Regions from separate parts of the Mus musculus genome. Here region 1 is linked to region 2. A link is a contact called in public promoter capture Hi-C data. All regions are on one chromosome and are shown on one strand. The core of a region is the stretch at or near the end of the contact, and the rest is flanking DNA. Distances in the headings are between cores, read along the strand shown.

Region 1 (3,603 bases), core at 123-2,622, 2.1 Mb before region 2:
GCTTCAAGATGTTTCAGTAAGTGTGACTTCACTAACAAATGAAAGTTAAAAAAAAAAAAAACTATACTGACTCCAAAATCAGGAATTTGAAGAGAAAAAAAAAAAAAAAGATGATTCTTTGGTACAATATGCAGGGATATGGATTAGAAACACACACCTCTCCTTTACATATGGCACCATTATAACTGATTCCAGAGAAGCAGGAAATTTTGGTGACCTGCCTCTCTTGAATGCTTGTTTTGCAATTTGTATTTCCTGATTTTGATGTATTGCAGACGGAAGATGCAAATATATAATTTTTATAAAAAAATCTGCTGCCGCAAGATAAGGTCACATGAGGTCTTTTAGTGGGCAGGCTGTCTGGGGAACACAAAGACGTATAAAGCACCATCTAGGCTCTCGCAATTAGGAGAGGATGACAAACACGGAAACATGTGCCCCCGTTGACGTCATGGAACGGAAAGGGGTGGCCTCCTGCTGCATCACGTCCACGTCATATGGCGCACGAGGGAAGTTACTGTGGGGGAGCAATTTCTCCACTGGGCAACATCAGGGAGGGGCGGGGAGAGCGAATTGGTTCCGATCCAAAGAATGTCCACCCATTCTGAGGAGAATCTAAAGGGATCCAACCCTTTCTCCCAAATTGTATGATGCCCTCATCAAGTGCAAAAAGAGGCGGGCTTCATCAGAAACCAGGACTGAACGAGATACGTGGAGAAAGAGAAGCCTCAGATCTTGGGGGCGGCTCTTGAGGGAATCCGCGTGCTGTGGGGCGAGCGGGGCATCTTTGGAACGCGGGCCTTCTCTTGAAGAGGCTAGCTCTCTGGCCATACTCAAACATGGCTCTCTGCGCCACCTGTGCGACTGAGATCCAACCTCCCCGCACCAGCCCGGGTCCAGGTACCTGGAACTTAAGTCCGATCAGTAACCGGCGACTAGACGGGGTACAGGTTACCCGAGCGCGCCCCCGACCGACGCACCGACCTGCGCGCGAACCGCGGGCCGGATGCGTGCGCGCTCCCCCGGACGTCCCGCCCTCTCCGGAGCCGGCCGGGCGTGCGCGTCCCCGCGCCGAGAAGCCGGAAGCTGAGGAAGGCGACCGGGTAGCGCCTGAAGGTTCCCGGGAGCTCTGGCCTAGTGCTTGGCGCGCTCTGTCATTCTCGCCGTGGCGGCCGGGCCCTGTGCTTGTGAGGCGGGGCAGGAACACCGGTCCCAGAGGGATCAGGACTAGCCAAAGGCCGGAGAGATTTCGGGCATTTGGGAGGGCGACCGGCACAGGCGGGTGGAACGCCCGCGTCGTTAAGGAGGACGGGGCGGCGTCCCTGGTTACGGGGTCAGGCAAAGGGCAAAGGGCAGCGTCAGGGTTGAGCAGGATTAGTAATGGCGGCGTGTGGGGAGCCCGGGAGGCCCTGGCAGGAGGAGGAGGCAGCAGCGGTGGTAGTGGTGGGTTCCTGCATGACCGACCTGGTCAGGTTAGTGCGGGGCCGCAGCGCAAGGTCTCGGGAGGGCGAGCCACACTGTGGATGCCCGGGCCTCGGATCGGTGGGCACCCACCATTGGAACTTTCCTGAAAGCTTCAGGTTTCCAAGCACGACTTCTGAGGTGAAAAGGCAGAATTCAAGTTTGTGGAGGTCAATGACAGAGGAAGGGACAGGGATGGGGGGTGGGGGGACTGAATGAAAGCTTTGATAGACACCCCCACCTACGGGCGCCCCCAAACACCTGCACCTGTTTCCTTGGCCAGGCTGCCCCATGACATTTTAACCTCTGAGAACATGATGTACCTACTTCACAGGGTTGAGAGCACAAGAAGTGTTTTGTCCACCAGACCCAACTGGGTATTACTGGATTGAACACGTGAAAGAAGGCACTGAGGCAAACACCTTTTCACTCATGTTGGCATTCCTGCAGTGTTCCATATTTACAGTTTACTTTTATGTGGAAATGTAACCATGGGCCAACCTTTGTGGTGAACCTAAGTGTGAATTCAAAATTTAAAACACACACACACACACACAAACATGACAATTACAGCCACTAAAAACCTGACCAAATAGTGCTAAATGAGAATAGTTGAGTTAGGTCAGAGAGGTTGTAGGGAAGATCCTTCTGCTTTGTCGTCTGTTTTTATGAAAACAGCTTTCCAAGCAGATAAGCAATATACATTGTAGAAAAAAAAATAGTTCAGGTATTCCAAAAAACTCAGGCCATATAATTCTGTTTATGTTAATAACCATATTTCCCAGCAACTTAGTGTCATCGGTCCCTAAACTATTTTTCCAAAAGATAGCAGAGAACTTTGAAATAAGGCCTTGGGGTAATCAAAACAACCAAACCCTTTCACCAAACTACCTATATCTACTTTAAAAACAGCTCCAGGGGCCTCATATATCTAACTTAATCTTGCTTAAAACATTATAAATTGTTATCAGATTCATCAAGATGGCTATGAGGTAAAGGTGCTTGACTAAAGCCTAATGCCCTTCAGTTCCTGGAGCCCAGTATGGTGGAAGGACACTACATATGTGATGCATGAGTGTGTACACAATAGATAGATAGATAGATAGATAGATAGATAGAATAAATAAGTCTATGCTTTCAAATTACCAAACACAACAGAAAAGATGGAATTAAAAAGGAGACTGGGGCCGGGCGTGGTGATGCACGCCTTTAATCCCAGCACTTGGGAGGCAGAGGCAGGCGGATTTCTGAGTTCCAGGCCAGCCTGGTCTACAAAGTAAGCTCCAGGACAGCCAGGGCTACACAGAGAAACCCTGTCTCGAAAAAAACAAAAAAAAAAAAAGAAAAAGAAAAGAAAGAAAGAAAAAGGAGACTGGGAGAGGCAAGTTAATTGACAAAAACCCTGATATGTTGTAGGGACTACAGAAATGGCCTCAACAGTTAAGAGCATTGGATAAAAACCACCTGTAACTCCCATCTAAAGGGTCCCACACCTCCAAGTGCATTGCTTTCCTACACACAGAGTTAAAAGTAAAAAAATGATTTTTTTAAATGAAGCAATAACAGAAGAGCTACAAATAATTAAAGTTTATATAATTTTGTGTGTGGTGCTAGATATTGAACTCAGGTCCGTTGCATGGCTAGTAAATACTTTACTACTAAACTACACTTATAGCTTTTAATTTTATTATTTGAGACAGAATCTCACTAAGTTCCCCATGCTGAACTTGTACCATGTAAGTTAGGCACTTGACCATGCTATCTTGCTGTAGCTGGGATTACAGGCTTACAGCCCCAAGTCTGTCTCTAAATTCTAAATTTTCCTTTTTCAGAAATGTTTGAGCTGCTACCTTGTCCTAAGTTACGCTGAGGCAGGCATGATTTTCTGTACTGGAAGACAATATAGCTGGAGACCTTTGGTGAGGAGGCTTATGTGTATTTTTCTAGGGGAAGATGTCAGCACATCTTTCTGTAAAGCTCCAGATAGTAAAGATTTAAGTTTGGCAGGTCACATTTGGAAGTGTGAAAAGTCCTTTGTCTTCATTAGGATTTTATTGCTGTGAACAGACACCATGACCAAGGCAACTCTTATAAAGGACAACATTTATTTGGGGCTGGCTTACAGTTCAGAGGTTCAGTCCA
Region 2 (3,389 bases), core at 707-3,206:
CTCATCAAGTCTTGGACTTTTCCAGCATATAGTTCTTAAAGATAATAAACATAAAAATATTCATTAACTTTGAAAAAGGAAAAGATCAATTTTCCACTAAGCTGAAGAAGGGAAAGATTTCAAATTATAATTTAAGACATGAATGAAGTATACTAGAATGGCCATTAATTCCAAAGACTCTTAATATCACTTACTGGCCAGGATCTGAGTCAGTGGTGCCCTCAGACTGCTGGCTGTAGGGTAGTGGGCACATCAACTCGGGAAGTAACGGGCAGTGTGCACCAGCAGAACACAGTGTAAGCAACATCCACCAAAGCACCCATGAAAACCAGGATGGGTTAATTATGGTTTTTTCAGGTCCTGAACTAACAGGGACACAGTGGGATGGAAGAATCTATCAAAGAAAGCACCTAGCTCAAGAAGCAAGGCACAGAGGCTGACCAAGCTTCATCTGACCTCGTTTGCACGAAGCTCAACGTTAAAAGTGACCTGTAGAAACTGGTCAGAAAAGCAGTTTGCTTGGTGAAGAACAATTATGGGTAGGATGGGACATTCGTTTTCAGGAGTGACCATTTACAAATGTGTGTCCAGATAAAAATCCTTTATAAAATGAAGCTGGAGCAAAGGCTCAGCAACACTGCTCTCAAACGTACAATAATTTGGGGGAAAAAAAAAGACAAAAAATTTTACATTAAAGGGCTAGGGAGATGGCTAAGCAGTTAAGGTCACTTATTGCTTTTACTGAGGGTCTGGGTTTTCTTCCTACTACCCACATGTCAACTCACAAGTGTCCTTAACTCCAGTTCCAGGAGATCGGAAGCCCTCTTCTGACCTCTGCGGGAACTAAGCAAGCCTGTGGTGCACATTACATACATGCAGGCAAACACTCATATGTATAAATTTTTAAAATAAAGCTTTAAAATTTCGCCTAATGGGAAAAAAAAATCCTTTTAACAACTCTAGGGATCCTGTCTGGATTCCGGGCTCGGCCTAGAGCATCACGGCCGATTGCCTTCATCCTTCAGACAGCCCCAAAAAGCCGACCAGTGTCAAAACCATCACCAAGCAAAGGTCCAAAAGCGACCGGGGCCTCAGGCCTCAGGCAGGCAAAACTCTGTATTGCTCCGAGTGGGGCAAGCTAAAGCGCGATGCAGATTACAAAGACCTTGTCCTACCTGCCCCCTCCCACTTCACAGGCACGAGGGACTCTTCCCTAAGCTGTTCTTGAGGGCAAGGCACTCACTCCAAGCTTTGTGAGGAGCGGGTATGTCAAGTTTATAGCTTGTAAAGAGTTCTTAAAGGGCGGAATGGGGGCGGGGGCACCTGCCTCGCCCTGCTGGACAGCTAACTGTGTAACGCCCCCAGCCAGACTGCCAGTGCACGTGCTTCCAGGTCAAAACTGCGGCCCTTGGGCAGGCGGCCGCGAGGTCGCAATGAATGACCCAGCCGCTCAGTCCGCGGCTCGACAGCGCTCCTCTGGAGCCTCCTCACAAACCTGTCAGGACTGCACCGCAGCCGCACCCGGCTGGAGCTCGCTCCACACCTTACAGCGGAGCAGCGCCGCCTGGGTGCTGTCAGACCCGGGTTCGGTTAACACCTCGGGCCGCACCGCCTCACCTTCCTGCTCGCGCCACCGAGAGACACTTTGGGCCTTGTCTTGAAGTCGCCTTCGAAGCTGAACATCTTCGCCGCTTATCCCATCTGCGCGGCCCGGCAGGCAGCGGAGCGGCCGGGGGCGGGCCCGGCGGGCTGGGCGGGGCCCGGCAGGGTCGCGGCCTCGCTGTCCCGCGCCGCCCCCCCCGAGGCTCAGCGCTCTCCGCCCTGCACGCGGGCGCGAGCGCGGCGACGCTGGAGGCCGGCCTGTCCCCGCTGCTTATTTATCCACAGCGCGCCACCGTCAAGCGAGGGACGCCCCGACTCGCGCCTGCACCGCGCTGCCGTAGGTACCAAGATGGTGACCGCCCGCACTGCGCGCGCGGTCCCGTGAACGTGCGCGGTCATCGACGGCGCGGCGCTCCTCCCGGCAGCCCCCGCGAGCGCGGGCACCGACGCCAGGGCCGCCATCGATAATACGGTGCTCCTCCCGGCAGCCCTTGGACTTGCCTGCGTGCGCGGCTCCGCGGGTGCAACATCCTTCCGCGCGTGCGTCATGCCACCAGACGATTTCCGCCGCCCGCCGCCCATTGACGCCGACCGGGTCGCGCGCACTGCTGGAGACCGGAAGCCCTGCATAAGAGGCCGCTTTCACCCTCCAGCTAGATGTGGGGGAACAGGTTACTAATGCAGAGACTCTACACCATGACAGACAGAGACGAATAATATATGTTATACGAACAAAGGTATTCGTGAACACACACCATACAAATACACAAATGCACACCAACAAATGAAAGTTATATTCATATATATATTCACATATTCATATATATATATATAAATGCATGCCAAATGTATAAATGCATCATAAATACATAATGCACAAATATACCCTATCATATATCTATACACTTATGCATGTTTAATATATGTATGTACATGTATAAAAACGTGCTATTACATATACATAAGCACAAACATAAATATACACAAAGTAATGTAAATGAATCGATGTCATATACAACATATATACATACACATATGTCATACAAACCAACATAAATATATATCATGTATGCATGCATATATACACATATACATATGCATAAAACAGTATGCATATACATAGAGTTTAACACAAATACATGCCATGGCATGCATAAAAAAAATATATATTATGCATATATGTCATGTACATGCACAGTATTATATAGTATATGCTCTGTGTACATACATATATGTTATGTATATTGTGTATACACAAGTATATATACAGATACATAAATATATCACATACACATGCATTACCATGTGCACATGATAGAAGACATCTTGTTTTGCTTTGTTTTTGTTTCTTCTTCAAAAGATTTATTTATATGTATGAATATTTGACCTGCATGTATATTACGTGTCTGTGAATTATGTGTGTGTGCTTGGTACAAGACAGTGCATTGGATCTCTTGGAACTGGAATTGCCATGTAGGATCTGGAACTGAAACCAGTTCTTCTGCAACAAGTGCTCTTAACTTATGAGCCATGTCTCCAGCACAGTTTAATTTTTTGTTTTTGAAATAAGGTCTCACTGTATAGCCCTAGCTGGCCTGGACCTCACAGTGATCCTCTATCCACTGCCTGTTAGTGTTAGGATTAAAGATCTGTACCACCATACAAGCCAGTCCTCTTTTTAATTAAAAAAATGTACATTTTAGTTTACTTAGTGTTTATGGGGTAGGGTGCATGCCATGATGTGCATGTGGAGGTCAGAGTACAACTTGTCTCTCTTTCCACTATAT

Evidence for each region. Promoter capture Hi-C pulls out the DNA fragments that hold promoters and counts their contacts.
Region 1: a contact with region 2 is called in a promoter capture Hi-C map of pre-B cells, with 9 times the contacts expected there. The contact joins the promoter of Rbks here to the promoter of Ube3c in region 2. A contact is called at or near these places in 2 of 39 promoter capture datasets (liver and pre-B cells) and 1 of 484 Hi-C or Micro-C datasets (pre-B cells).

What each region holds. Positions count from the first base shown.
Region 1 is chr5:31,695,379-31,698,981 of GRCm38.p6, reverse strand. Rbks (ribokinase) reads left to right here and starts at 1,372. Exons shown (of 8, transcript NM_153196.1): 1 at 1,372-1,472. The coding sequence starts at 1,381. It overlaps Babam2 (BRISC and BRCA1 A complex member 2), which reads right to left and starts at 932. Exons shown (of 12, transcript NM_144541.1): 1 at 905-932.
Region 2 is chr5:29,567,809-29,571,197 of GRCm38.p6, reverse strand. It overlaps Ube3c (ubiquitin protein ligase E3C), which reads right to left and starts at 1,956. Exons shown (of 23, transcript NM_133907.3): 1 at 1,618-1,956. The coding sequence starts at 1,683.